Regions from separate parts of the Mus musculus genome. Here all the other regions are linked to region 4. The links are chromatin contacts, called in public HiChIP or PLAC-seq maps. All regions are on one chromosome and are shown on one strand. The core of a region is the stretch at or near the end of the contact, and the rest is flanking DNA. Distances in the headings are between cores, read along the strand shown. Region 1 holds the start of D830035M03Rik (RIKEN cDNA D830035M03 gene). Region 2 has its middle 74 kb from the start of Gm39459. Region 3 overlaps Gm39458 (a long non-coding RNA gene). Region 4 has its middle 36 kb from the start of Gm34655. Region 5 has its middle 7.9 kb from the start of Gm34323.

Evidence for each region. HiChIP or PLAC-seq counts read pairs in DNA pulled down with a chosen protein or histone mark.
Region 1: an H3K4me3 HiChIP or PLAC-seq map of embryonic forebrain shows a contact between it and region 4, with 5 times the contacts expected there. The contact joins the promoter of D830035M03Rik here to the enhancer-like site in region 4. A contact is called at or near these places in 2 of 39 promoter capture datasets (cranial neural crest and pre-B cells), 5 of 115 datasets of contacts at active chromatin or transcription factors (embryonic brain, embryonic forebrain, extraembryonic endoderm stem cells and 2 more) and 1 of 9 other capture datasets (liver).
Region 2: an H3K27ac HiChIP or PLAC-seq map of embryonic stem cells shows a contact between it and region 4, with 5 read pairs. The contact joins two enhancer-like sites. A contact is called at or near these places in 2 of 115 datasets of contacts at active chromatin or transcription factors (embryonic stem cells and pancreatic cancer cells).
Region 3: a contact with region 4 is called in an H3K27ac HiChIP or PLAC-seq map of embryonic stem cells, with 7 read pairs. The contact joins two enhancer-like sites.
Region 5: a contact with region 4 is called in a FOXA1 HiChIP or PLAC-seq map of pancreatic cancer cells. The contact joins two enhancer-like sites. A contact is called at or near these places in 9 of 115 datasets of contacts at active chromatin or transcription factors (the NIH/3T3 cell line, cardiomyocytes, embryonic limb bud and 6 more).

The regions. Positions count from the first base shown.
Region 1 is chr9:120,491,145-120,493,844 of GRCm38.p6, reverse strand. D830035M03Rik (RIKEN cDNA D830035M03 gene) reads left to right here and starts at 1,264. Exons shown (of 2, transcript NR_166642.1): 1 at 1,264-1,739. Eif1b (eukaryotic translation initiation factor 1B) reads right to left here and starts at 1,239. Exons shown (of 4, transcript NM_026892.3): 1 at 1,004-1,239. The coding sequence starts at 1,034.
Region 2 is chr9:120,758,774-120,761,473 of GRCm38.p6, reverse strand. No RefSeq gene overlaps it. Among named protein-coding and RNA genes, the nearest start is that of Gm39459, 74 kb to the left of the region's middle. Within about 2 kb of position 1,318, at least 66 of the 459 cell types and tissues checked have an H3K27ac peak or open chromatin away from gene starts, as enhancers often do. A contact at or near this core is called in embryonic stem cells, where this site is marked.
Region 3 is chr9:120,678,720-120,681,419 of GRCm38.p6, reverse strand. It overlaps Gm39458 (a long non-coding RNA gene), which reads right to left. Exons shown (of 3, transcript XR_871370.1): 2 at 870-971. Among named protein-coding and RNA genes, the nearest start is that of Gm39458, 4.6 kb to the right of the region's middle. Within about 2 kb of position 1,384, at least 45 of the 459 cell types and tissues checked have an H3K27ac peak or open chromatin away from gene starts, as enhancers often do. A contact at or near this core is called in embryonic stem cells, where this site is marked.
Region 4 is chr9:121,312,862-121,315,561 of GRCm38.p6, reverse strand. It overlaps a transcript of Trak1 not described here. Among named protein-coding and RNA genes, the nearest start is that of Gm34655, 36 kb to the right of the region's middle. RefSeq lists an enhancer at 615-2,700. Within about 2 kb of position 1,266, at least 370 of the 459 cell types and tissues checked have an H3K27ac peak or open chromatin away from gene starts, as enhancers often do. A contact at or near this core is called in the NIH/3T3 cell line, embryonic brain, embryonic forebrain and 6 more, where this site is marked.
Region 5 is chr9:120,592,632-120,595,331 of GRCm38.p6, reverse strand. No RefSeq gene overlaps it. Among named protein-coding and RNA genes, the nearest start is that of Gm34323, 7.9 kb to the left of the region's middle. Within about 2 kb of position 1,426, at least 53 of the 459 cell types and tissues checked have an H3K27ac peak or open chromatin away from gene starts, as enhancers often do. A contact at or near this core is called in the NIH/3T3 cell line, embryonic stem cells and pancreatic cancer cells, where this site is marked.

The sequences.
Region 1 (2,700 bases), core at 15-2,514, 820 kb after region 4:
TTTCATACAGCCTTCATACAGCCGCCACAAGAACATGCGTCACCGCCACTATTTTTCGACTACAACATTCAAAAACACCCACCCCAATTAGTTAACATAGTAACTGAGCCTTATAAAACACATATAAACATATACATGCAACCTCACGAGGTGTAATTTACAAAATGATTGCAAGCAGAGACAACAGGGCCACTTCCAAGTCAAATCAGAGGCCTCTCTCCTAAGTGTTTCAAACAGACGCCTCTGGGGGCTGCTTAAAACCAGCTGGGTCCAGCCCCACCCCAGCTCCGGTCAGTGACAGGTCTCTCTGGCACCCCCCCCCCCTCCAGTCCTGGCCGACTGAGTCGCAGATCCTCTAAGCCCTTAACTTCCCTTCCCTCCCAGCAAGGACTGAGCAAGGCCACCCCCCGCCCCCCATGCCCCAACACACACACACACACACACACACACACACACACACACACACACACTTGTGAGTCGTCTGAGAGTCACAGGTCTCGCAGTCACCCTAAAGCTGTCAGGTTCTCCAGCTTCTGGGCCCCACCCCTCCAGTCTCCTTGCAAAGCCCTGGCCAGCCCCGAGGCCACAAGAGAGATAACACCAGAGACTCCCAGCGTCTTGTCACTGTCAGGTTCCCTGCAAGCCCCTAGTCCTAGTCTCTGCAGCCCTGGCAAGTACTGTAGCTCCCTTACGGGTCTCTGAAGCCCCCGGCCTTTCTGTCAGTCCCCCCAGCCTCTGGCGGGTCCCCCTGCAGCCCTGGCGTGTCCCCCGACCGTCCTGTGAGTCCCCGAGACCCTTGTCTTCCTGCCAGTGTCAAGTTCCCCAAGCGCCTGCCGGTCGGGCCCTCGCCTCTACGGAGTCGCAGGCCCACTTAAGGCCGTGTCCGAGGCCCGGAGAGGGGCATCCCCCGGGCTAGGGTCGCGGGGAGCCCCCCGTCGCCATCTTCTGGGCGCCGAGACAAAGCCCAGAGGGACGCGGGCGGCGGCCGGCCACTGGCCCTTACCGAAAGATTGGAGGTTCTGGATAGTGGACATGCGACACTAGTGTGAGGCCGGTGAGAGGATAGAATTCCCGCGGGGCCCGCCCGGATCACCGTGTCAGGAGGCTGCAGCGGCGAGAAACGGAAATCAATGAAGCGGCGGAAGCCCGGGGCGCAGGAAGACGCGGAGGCGGCGGTGGGGCGCGAGCAGGGAGGCGGCGCTGCGGCTTCTCGCACAAAATGGCCGGCGCCGCGTATTTAGCCCCGCGCGCCGCCGCCACGTGACCGTCCGCACGCACCGCGCGTCCGCCCCGGAGCGCCGAGCCGGGGGCCAGCGAGGAGCGGGCGGGAGCCCACTGCGGGCAGCCGCGGTCCGTCCCGCCCGAGGCGCCGGGCGGAGGCGCTTCCGGGTGCAACGGCGAGAAACGTGCCCCCGGGGGTCTGGACTTGCAACCAGCGGGGACCGCGCTCTGCGCCTCCGCCGCCCTCCCCAGCCCCCAGGGTTCCCGAGACCCCTGAGTTCCTTGCAGAACCCTTGTGGGTGCCACCTGGGAATTCTCCCTTCCTCCAAGCCCCGGGATTCCGATGCTGCAGTCTCTACTAAGCTTAACCTGTTTGTCTCAGGTGTCACGACCTAGCCTCTAGCAGAGTCAGGTGTGCGTGGAGAGAACGCGCTACCATCCCGCCCGAGCTCTCCTCTGCGGAGCCTCCTAAGGTCGGATGCAAGTCCCGTGCAGGATGGGTGTCTGGTGGTTGCTAGGTGAGTGTGAGCGAGCAGATGAAGTAACTGTAAAGAGTAACCGTGCACAACCATCAGTGGACAGTGGAGAACCGTCTTAACCTATGTAAACCACCTATGCAGGTGGTTGGCTTTCTAGACCAAAGCAGTAGACTAAAAATTTGGAATTCTTAACCTTTTTGTAGGTCAAACCTGTTGCCTTCGTGTTGAAATAGTATTGGAGGCCTGATGCAAGACATTAGAAGCCATAGATAGCATACATACTATGTTTCTGTCTAGCAATCCATTCAACAAGATGTAGCAGTAGGTCCAATCGCTACTACAATTTCCTTTTTAAAAAGATTTTATTTTTATGTGGTTGGGTGTATGTACCATAGAGGCCAGAAGAGGGTGTCATATCCCCTGGAACTGGAATAACAGCTGGTTATGAGACCATGGGAACAGAACCCAGGTCTTGTGTAAGAGCAGCAACTCCTGGGAAGTCTCTCGAAGTCCATTACTGTAGTTTAAAAAAGGAAATGAATATCTGGAGTGTAGTGCTCATGTTTCAGTGACTTCTATTGTACAAAGTGGCCGCTCCTAATGTTTCTATGCATGGCCTGTTGCTTTAGGGTTGTAAAAATGAATACACTTGTATGCCCCTACATCCACCAGTCAGGTTTCAGGCACACTACTTACTCAGTTTTATTCTTATACCATGGTTTGAAAAACTCTAGCTTACGAATATTTGAATTAATAGTCTTGAGCATCTTCCACCTTCATGTAGGTCCTGGAGCAGGAACTCAGGTTGTCAGGCCATCAGCAAGCCTGAGCCACCTCACCAGTCCTTGAGAAGTTTTTAATAAATTATATAAATTTTCTGCCTGAAATATTAACACTATTTTCTAAGTAACTTAAAGAAGTCTACAAAGTAGTATAAGAAGCACAGACTACACAAAACATACGGTATAAATTACCACTCTACTACATGGTATGTTTCCCC
Region 2 (2,700 bases), core at 69-2,568, 550 kb after region 4:
TATGCAATGGCTGATCTGAGCAGATTACTGTAGTTTTCTCTTTTATTAGATATCACTGTAACATGTGGCATTAAAATTTTAAGTATCCAATGATGTCATCGTAAATGCCATCATTTTTTAATGACAAACTTCCATCTGTCTTGTTGCCTTGTATAATCATCTATAAACAGCCTCAGTTTAAATTAAATATTTAAGAAAAATGTGGCTCAGTAGCCTATCATGGCAGTTCTTACTCATGAAACAGTAATAACCACTCCTAAAATCAGACATTTTTGTTTTTAAGTAAAATCTAGATTAAAATGTACATAATACTGAAAAATAAAATCCTAAGAACTTATTTCAATAAATCTTGTTGTTTAAATTTTACTGTGAATGACACCAGGTTGTGTGTTCGTTGTCCTTGCGAAATCAGATCCCACTCTGTGTTTTCAAAACACAGGTGCATGTTCCTAACAATGTGCTATTTGTGTATTTTGAGTTTTAGTGACGATCAGTTATAAAATACAATTCCCCAAACAGCAGATGAGGTAGATGATCACCTGGTTTCCCAGGACTCTGGGAACCACGAACCTGAATAAACCCTTCCACCACTGGCTAATTGTTGGCGACTTGTATATCATCCCCTGTAAAAGTAACTACGATACATAACTCAGCCGTCTGAGTTTCTTCTCTGCTGCTCTGATTTAAAAAAAAAAAAAAAAGAAGAAGTAGAAGAAGCCTGGCGTGGTGGCGCACGCCTTTAATCCCAGTACTCGGGAGGCAGAGGCAGGCGGATTTCTGAGTTCGAGGCCAGCCTGGTCTACAAAGTGAGTTCCAGGACAGCCAGGGCTATACAGAGAAACCCTGTCTCGAAAAAACAAACAAACAAACAAACAAACAAACAAACAAAAAGCCTCTTGGGAGGAAGGGGTTTATTTGCCTTACAACTTCCATCATCCAGGGAAGCCAAGGCAGGAAGCCGGAAGCAGGAACTGAAGCAGAAGCTGCGAGGGAACAGACTAGGGATTGTTCCACCCATGGTGGGCTAGGCCCACCTACACCAACTAGTGACCAAGAAAATGCCAAACAGACGTGTTCACAGGTCAAGCTGATAGAGGCACTTCCTCAATAGAGATTCCTTCACCCCAGAAGTGTCTAGGTTTGTGTCAAGCTGACAAAAGCAAACTACCTATTCATGCTCACACACCTAGAAAGTGGCTCAGACAGGACGTGACCGAATGACCAGATTGCAAGGACCCTGACCTTAACTGCATGTGTCCCCCTGCTTTTTCCTTGGGGAAGAGAATCTTGCCTGGCTGCTGTGTGTGGTAGGAGTGCTTTCTCATTATTCTTCCTCTTTGGCTGGGAGCCTAGGGTGGGGGCAGGGTGCAGAAACCCCACCCAGAGGCCTGTCACCCAGTGAAGGTGATCTGTCTGTTCTCCTGTCCCTTTTATTGTCTGGGACTCCACACTAAGCAGCAGCTGTGCCTATTCCTCCCTACCCTGGAGGCAGCCTTCCTTTTGTCATCTAAATCCCTCCTAAACAAGTTCCCCTGGTGTGCGGCCTTGAGCAGCTGTCTCTCCTGGGCTGGCCAGCAGGAAGTGTGCCCACAGTGCTGAGCGACAAACACTTTGGAACTGAGCACATGGGGCTATGTCTCAGCCCCACTTTCTGGGCTGGGCACCAACGCAGACTGCCATCGCCTGTTGCCTCCGCAGCAGAAATCCTCTGGTTCCATCCAAGCTGATTTATCCTGTAAGCTGTCTGCCAGTCTCTCTGTGTTTGCAAAAAACCTTCCCTTCATTTCAAGTACACAATAGGTGGTATCCATCAATGAGGCAGAGGTAGATTAAATGTGTAGCTTTGGATACCATCTTTTTCCTGAACGGAAAAGATATGGTCCATGCTACTTGGGGGACTTCCAGAATATTGCTCTGAGGCCTCATCAAAATGAATAAAACCAAATCCAATTGCTTTTTCCACAGACATAGGCGTGGAGAGAATTTAATTGACCACCATTTTCAAAATGGTGGATCTAAACAAAATGGTTGCATCAAGGCCGAATATGGTGACCTCCAGTAAGAGCCAGATTTTCATGATGTTTTATGAAGTGACAGAGATACATTTGGGGATGAGGCAGAGATTCAAAAGTAACATTCTCACCCAAGTTCATGTGCTGGAGGGTCACAAAACTAGAATTTAAACCAAGGTTCACATGATCCCAAAATCCATGCTGTTTCTACCACACAGGAAAGACCTTTTCCTGGGGACCAGGGAGATGGCATCGTCACTGAGCAAGCATGATTACCTGGGTTCTTAGATCCCATATAGCCTAGGGAACATATACCTGGAAGCTTAGCATTATGGAGAACAGGTTGGGAGGGCAGAGACAGAGGGTTCCTGGAGCTCTCTGGCTTGCCAGTCTAACTGAAAAGGCAATCTCAGGTTCGGAGAGAGACCCTGTTTCATGTTGTTACCTGTCCAAGGCCTGCACAAGATCAAGCCAGTTAAACTTCTGCATGGAGTCAGAAGGCAAGGCCCCTGAGGGGCTATAGGCAGTTGGTGTCTGCAGTAACAGGAAGGGTCACTGCTTTTTAACTGTTGGCTACTAGTGGATAGCCCCCAGCCATGCACGGGTGCACACCACTGAGTAGACTCAGTGGATCAGTAAAAAAACAAAAAGATAACTTGAAACTGGAAAGGAGGTACAGTAGGCTGTT
Region 3 (2,700 bases), core at 135-2,634, 630 kb after region 4:
AAATCTGTCTGGTGTTCTCTAAAACGGGCTGAAGGAGACTCTACAGTTAGTGTCAAATCGACACTTTCTCTGTGTGCGTGCAGCAGCCTTTCCCCCTGCGTGGCATCTTCAACCACCACTCACGGTTCACAGCCCCTAGACTCTATCTATTGTACTGGGCAAGTCAGGAGGCTGGAGTGAGCGAGGTAAGCCCAGTATCTCAGTGAGCATCTGCACTGTAGTCTGCCTTTACATCTTTATGGATTAGCCCTGGGGCCTTGTATGGTGGTTTTATTTAAACAGTTCCATAGACAAATAATTTACATACCATAAAATTGATCTGTTTAAAGTACACACTTCCGGTTTTACACTCACAGCGTTGTGTCCATCGCCATAATCTAATTTCTTTTCTTTTTTTTTTTTTTTTTTTTTTTTTTTTGAGACAGGGTTTCTCTGTGTAGCCCTGGCTGTCCTGTAACTCACTTTGTAGACCAGGCTGGCCTCGAACTCAGAAATCTGCCTACCTCTGCCTCCCGAGTGCTGGGATTAAAGGCATGCGCCACCATGTCCAGCTGCCATAATCTAATTTTAGAGCACTTTTATCATCTCAGAAGAAAAGCAAGGTCTGAGGGATGGAGCCTTGGTAAGAGTGCTTACTGTTCTCTCAAAGGGCCAGAGTTCAGCTCTGCTCAGAGCTCTTGGGTCAGGTGGCTCACAGTTGCCTCGGCCCCTGCTTTTCTTCTGTGTTACAGATATACTGCTTGTCATTAATAAGTAGTACGTGTTATAGCTATACTGCTTGTCATTCGTCAGTTTGTGGGCACCTGTACTGTCTGTCAAGAATAATTGTTGAGATCATCTCTTGTGCACCGTGTAAAAGCATCACCTACCCATGAAGAGCTAAAAGGCCTACAGCGAGGGAGTAGAGAAGTGGCAGGACTTCCAGGAAGAGACAGGAATTCTGGCAGAGTCGGGTCTTAGGGATTCGTCACCTAGACGGAGGAAAGTGGACATATGAAATTGAGGCGGGGTAACCAGCCACATGGCAGACATAGAATAGTTACTTGAGTTATTAGTTAGTTGGGGAATGAGCCTAACTGAAGGCCTAAGCGTTAATTCATAACTAAATAAACCTCTGCATCTTTATTCAGGACCTGGGACTGACCTAGAAAAGCACAGATGTTGACAGATAACGCTGAGTTCTGCAGTTGGACTTTTTTTTTTTTTTTAATGTGGACTCACTTTTCTTTGTCTTGTGTGTATACCAGGAGTGGAACTTCCTATCAGAGGGCAACATTGTATTTAACCTTTTAAGGCAAAGAGGGGTTGAGTTACAGTGCCCTCCCCACAGCCTTGAGCAGGCTGGTTCAGACCAGGTTTGCCGCGTAGCTAGCTCGTGGAGGGTGGAGTCTTCCGAACTAGGTAAAGTCTTTTGTCTGCCACATCTGCAGCTTCCTGCTAGAAGCTACCTTCTGAGCAGCTGACAGATCCTGACCGTGTGACCTGGAAATCCTGGCATGGTGGGGGATGGGTCGTCCGCCCTCCGCCCTCCCCCCCCCTCCCCTTTATAAGCTCAGACTCATAAGGAGAAGACCTTGGGCCTTGATCAGAGAACTTTGACTTGGCCTGTTATTTCTCTCGATGCCTTTCCCATCCAACCCCATCTTTCCTTTCAGGAACCCAGTAACCGTGGCAGCTGGCAGCTGGCAGCTACAGAGTTATCCAGCAGGTTTTAACTTTGTTCCTTCCAGCCAGCACTGAAAGCTCCTTCTACTTCTGCAAAGTCCTTGCGCATGCACCTTTGTTGTTACTTCGGGTTTGTTTCCCTTTGCAGCTGCCCCAGTGCCTTTTCATTTCCTGGACTAACAATGAGGACTAACGTCTTCCCACGTCTGCTTTGTTACAGCAATATCTATCAAGGTCTGTCTGTTGTTGTTGCTGCTACTGTGCCCTTTTGATTTTTGTCTTTGTTTTGAGACATGCTCTCATTATGGAGCCCCGGCTGGTCTCAGACTTACTGTGTCCTCTAGGTTGGCCTCACATTCTGATTCCTCCTTCCTTAGTCTCCCAAGTGCTGAGATTACTGGCGTGAGCCACCGTACCCAGCTTCCTTGACCATTTTTAAGTTGGCTTGTCTTTTATTATTAAACCATAAGAACTCTTTTTATATGATATTTACATACAATGAGTGATGTTTAAAGATTTTTTTTCCTCATTTTACATTCCCTTATTTGTTTGTTTGTCTTTATGAATGAGGCAGGTTCTGACTCTGTAACTCTGGCTTTCCTGTGGCTAATAATGAAGACAAGGCTGGCCTTGAATTCTGCCTCCTGGGATTAGATGTTTGTGCCACCATGCCTGGTTCTTGTTTTTACTTTCTTACTGATATTCTTTGAAAAACAGTTTATTTATTTTTAGACAGAGCCTCATTATATAGCCCTGGCTAGCTTATATTTCACTATAACACACAGAAAAAAAATGTAAATACTATATAACTAGCAGGGTGTGGTGATGCGCATGGTTAATCTCAGCAATCATGAGGCAGAGGCAGATAGATCTCAGTGAGTTAAAGGCCAGCCTGGTCTACACAGAGAGTTCTGGCACAGCCAGGCCTATAGAGTGAGACCCTCTCTAAAAAATAGCCAAGCAAATAAATAAATAAATAAATAAATAAATATCATAAAATATTATAGAACTCTGGGTCAAAGAGAAAAATCCAAA
Region 4 (2,700 bases), core at 17-2,516:
TGTATTTATGTGTGGTATGTATATGTGATATGCATATAATCATATGTGTGAGTGTGGGTGGTATGCGTGTGTGTGACGTGTATGTGTTGTAGGTCCTATGGGGGAGCAGCCAGTGCTCTGAATTGTTGAGCCATTTCTCTGGTCCAGCTCACGGATGTTAAGAAGAGGAGGAGCAACTTCAAGCAGAAGCCTTATAATCTATGATCCAGACACAGGAAAGTTAGGAAAGGCAAAGACTCGGTCCCCAAATGAAAAGGAACGGACCACAGAATTCAGTTGCTGGGCTCAGTATTTGTTCATCTCACCACATAGTCAGGTCTGGGGCTTCCTCCTAACCCCAAATCTTTGATTTTTATTTTAACAATTCAACAATAATTTTAAATCCATAAGTATTTTTCTAAGCAGATATACTGACTTGTCTTTGAAATTCTCCTTTAAAATTGTCTTCGGGCAGCTGTGACCACAATTAGTCAGAAACGCCCCTCATTTGTACACAGACCACTTCCTTATGTTGTGTGTATAATCAGGAAGTTCTGCTACAGTTACAAACTTAAACCGATCAAGACTCCTGCACTTTGAAATAAATGTTAGGGAGCGTCCACGGAGAGGCCACGCCCGGGATATGTTGCCTCAAAGCCTCCGACAGTGAGAACAGTGTAACAGCGAGTCTGTCCTGTGGAGGCTGTGATTGGACCCAGGACAGCAGCAGAAAATATGACCAGCTGGCTAATGTCACACAAGCTTGTCCCCTCTGCCCCAGGCTTACTTCTCAGCCTGCTGCCACACTCTGAGGACAGGAAGATACCAACCTGCAATTCAAACCAGGCTCCTGTAACTTAACAGCTCTCACCCAGGGTGACCCCCAGACCTCCCAGCACACCTGACACTATCTAAGCAAGGCTGAGGTTCACAGTTGATCAGGACGGACAGGCTTTGTGTCCCGCAGCGACCAAGTTTCACACGGAAGTGGGAGGGATGGGGAAGAAGGACAGACAGAAAGAGAACTTGGAAAATAGGGTCGAGAGAGAGGGAGAGGTGGAGAAGGACAGGGAAGAGAAAACAGAGAAAAGTAACGGAGAGAAAGACAGGAAAAATAAAAAGACGGAAAAGGGAAAACTCTGTGGTTAAAAAAAAAAGGCACTGTTGCCTGGGCAAACTATCTACCAGAGTGAACCCCGACTTTTCCACACCCTGTATTATACCATTTGCGGGAAGTGAGCTTGGCTGGAACCGCGCCTAAGAACATCTGTCCACGACTGGAAACCGCCCTAAGAATAGCGCAGCTGGTGTCCCAGGACTAATGAGCTCACCCCCACGTGACCACGTCTGCCTCCTTCCTCTGCCGCCCCTCCTCCAGGGAGGTGGGAAAGTCCAGCCCTCCCCCACACTTAGTCTTTATTTCCCTCGGGGCCTTCTTTCTTCCTTCCAGAAGCCACTCCTGCCGCTTTCCTGAGCTGAGACGCTCAGACCCAACAATTCCCCTGAATAGACACGGCCTTAGCATGAAAGGCAAGTGTGGGGAGAAAGGTGGGCCCATCGCTTCAGGGCTCGATGCCATCTAGAGGGTTACGATATGCTGGCGAATGGATCAATTCCTTGAAATAGCCAACTTCTCAAAGTAACAGCCACATGGTATATCCAAATAGCTGTGTGCACGTCTACAAGTAAGGATGAAAGTGCTGAGACTGGAGAGTGCTCAACGAGTACAGTGCTTCACAAACACGATGACCTGAGTCTGAGTCCCAGCACCCACAGGGACAGTGTTGGCATTTTGTCTAGGCTCCGCCCCACAGTTGCCTGGCAACAGCTTGGTGTGCCTGATTCACTATAAAAGGGGCTGCTTGCTTGCCCCCCTCCTCACTCTCTTGCTCTCTTCTCCTCTTGCTCTTCCCCCTCTCACCCCATTCCCTCCCCCCCCCCTCCACGCGCTCATGGTCGGCCTCTACTCCCCCCCCACCTTTCTCTGTCTTTACTACCCCATCAACTCCCCTCCCCATGCCCTACATAAACTATGCGGTAGTGTGGATGGTACCTTGGGGCAGGAGTGGGGGTGGGAGGTGGACTGGGGGGAGGAGCAAGAAAGTAATGCCTCAGCATGGGCCCTCAGAGGCACCCCCTTCCCCCACATTATACCACGACTCCACCAAACATATCCCTGCCTTCTTTTCCTTTTATAAAGCACAACAGGATATCCCAGGTCTAATGAAAGACCCTGTCTCAAAAAATAAAGCAGAAACCCCTTGAGATAGCTCAGCCAGTAAAGGCATTTGCCCAGCCTGATGACCTGAGTTTGATTCCTGGGACCCACATGATAAAAGGCAAGGGCCCCCGTGATGAGCACACATGCACATGAGTGAGTGAATTAATGAATGAATAAATGAATGAGGTAGAGACTGAGAAAGGCATTGATACAGGCTTGTTTTTTTCTGCCAGTTAAAGTTAATCTGCCTAGACATCAGCCCCTAACTGCCACAGACAGACACACACACACTCAAGAGTATGTACACACAACTTAAAGAACAAAGAAAGGACAGAGGGAAGGAGGCAATTCCTAACTGATTAGGAAAGGGCAGAAAGTCCTGTGGCATAGTGAACAGCCCCTCCAGGAGCCCCTGTGACTGGGTCTGGCCAGCCCAGAGCTCATTTCCCATAGACCAGGAATACTGCTAGAGTGTAAGCCCTCCAGACCTGGGAAGGGGG
Region 5 (2,700 bases), core at 177-2,676, 720 kb after region 4:
CTCTTACAAGTGCAATGCAATACACACACACACACACACACACACACACACACACCATTTTCTTAAACTAAAAACATAAATAAAATAGATAAGTAAAAACTGTGAATACTGAGTGAGCCACGCACTGAGCCTCTATCACACATCCATGTCTGACTTCGTCCTGACTGGCATCTTCTTAATCAACACAAGACACAAAGTCTCAAGTCTTAGGTTGGGAGGCTGAAGGACTGATTGTTCAGATGTTGGAGCTGGAGAAAGGGGGTGAAAAAAAAGCTGAGGGGAAGTGGGCAGCCCCCCACTGGGCTCTACCCTGTGATAACTGCATTTGAATGAGCGGGGGCGGATCCTGAGGGTTATAATTGGCTCTCACTTTGGGATTCTGTTGATTACTTAGGAAAATGTGCTGGGGCTTATTTCACTTTCCGATCTTGTACCACTTTAATGAAAATTTATTACCAGCAGCTTCCTGAACCGGAAAGGAAGAAATTGAAAATACACATCTGTGTATAAGTAAACAGACGTGTGGAATGAATGCATTCTTTTTAGATGAGATGCCTGACTTCTGCTTATGAAAAATGAATAAGGGGCCTTCGGCTTCACACATGAAAGGAAGCACCAGGAGAGACAGTGAGTAACGAAGACGTAGTGTTAAGGGTGTGTTTGGGATAACCATGGGCAGTGTACAAAGCATTAAGTTTAAAATCAAAAGATCTGGAGCCAAGAGATAGCTCAGCAGGCTAAAGCCTTCGATGTGAGAATCTAAATTCAATCCTTACCACCCCCCACCCTCCCACCCCCACACACACCCAAAGCAAGCCAGGCGTGGTGGTGCACACCTTTAATCCCAACACTCAGGAGGAAGGGGCAGATGGATCTCTGTTCCAGGTCAGCCTGGTCTACAAAGTAAGTTCCAGGACAGCCAGGGCTACATGGAGAACCGCTGCCTCAGTGGGGATATGGGGATTGGGGGGAATTTAAGCCAGGTGTGTTAGCATACATCTGTAAGTCAAGCATGCCTCCTTGGTGAGATAGAAGGCAGAGACTGGAGAATCACCCAAAAGCTCACTGGACTGCTAGCTTACAGTATACAAGTCAGCAGCAGAAGCCACTGCCTACAACTCAACTCTGTAACTCTGGCTCCAGGGATCAGTGCCCTGCACGAACGCATGCCTGTGTCTACACACACACACACACACACACACACACACACACACACACACATGAATAGAAAGCATGCATGTGTGTGCACACATTCACAGAAAGCATGCATATGTGTGTGCACACATTCATAGAAAGTATGCACATGTGTGTGCACACATGCACACATGATTTAAGAAACGAATCCTAAGAGAATGGAATCTGTGCCCTTCTAGTTTATTCCTCAGCAGCATGTGCAACCGACTGCGTGAGTCAGCAAAGAAGACTCTGAATGACTCCCCTGCCAGCATCGCACTTCCGCCCTGTCCTCTACCCCCCTTTTGTATTTCACATATAATACTATGTTGACATGTTGATTGTTCTGTGAATTTCCCTCAAGACAGGAATCCTGCCTTTTCATCTATATTTCTCAAATTACAAGGGTAACAAGGACACACAATTAAACCAACAAACAAGACGTAATTCTCTTGGAAGCAAAACAAAACTCTGAACAGGTTGTACAACTGGTTCAAACAGGTTTATCCCTCATTAGTCATCAAGTGAATGCAAATTAAAAACCACAGTGAGATACAGTTCCAGCCATCAGAAAAGAAAGTCAAAAAGCCCTGGGAACAATGTAGCTGCTCTGCTGGATCTGAGGCCTCTGCACAGGAGGGGGCCCAGGCCTGGTGTTGTGGCCTGGTCAACGGTCAGAGACTCCAGGGTGTCACAAGCCATGGAGGGGAACCGCCTGCTGTTGTTTTACTAAGCTACATGGCCTTCTAAACGCTTGTTTTATACTCTAGATGGGTGCTGCCTCTGCCTTGGCCAGAAGCAGCTTCGATGTGCTGTGCTGAGCACTTAATGCGGAGACTCACAGCTGCCCATGTGCTGAGAGTAAGCGAGTGTTGAGGGCTAGCCCTACATGGGACTTTCTGCCAATGGCTGGCTGTAGGAGGAGGCACAAAGAGTGTAGGAGCTGCCTGGTGTGATGGCAAATCTCTGTTTCAGGCCAGTCTTCTATACAGCAAGTTCTTGGCCAGGCAGGCTACACAGTGATAGCCTGTCTCAAAATAAAATAAAATTGAAGAAGATAAAATAAAAAAAGAATGTAAGAGCTGGAGGATGGGGAGGAGGAATGGGAGGAGGGATGGGAGGAGGGATGGGAGGAAAGATGGGAGGAGGGTTGTCCTCTGGACTTGACACTACACCCATGAACACACTACAGCTGTGGCTATTGACCAAGAGCAAGCCAAGGGGATCAGTGGACACTCCACTGGGCAGCACCAGTTAGCCTCAGTGGAGACAGAGAGAGAAGAGAGACAGACAGACAGACACAGAGAGAGGAGGTTGGAAGAAAAAGTGGGAGGTAGTGAATTGGAGTGTCCAGGGGAGGGAAGAATGGAGAGGATGGTTAGGGGTGTATATGACCAATATACATTGTTTACATGTGTGTAGTTATTGAAAAATAAGTAAAAGGTATTCTATTAAAAAAAAAAAAAAGATCAGAGATGCAGGCTGATGGACCAGGGCAACCTTCACACCCCCAGATGGAATGTGAGA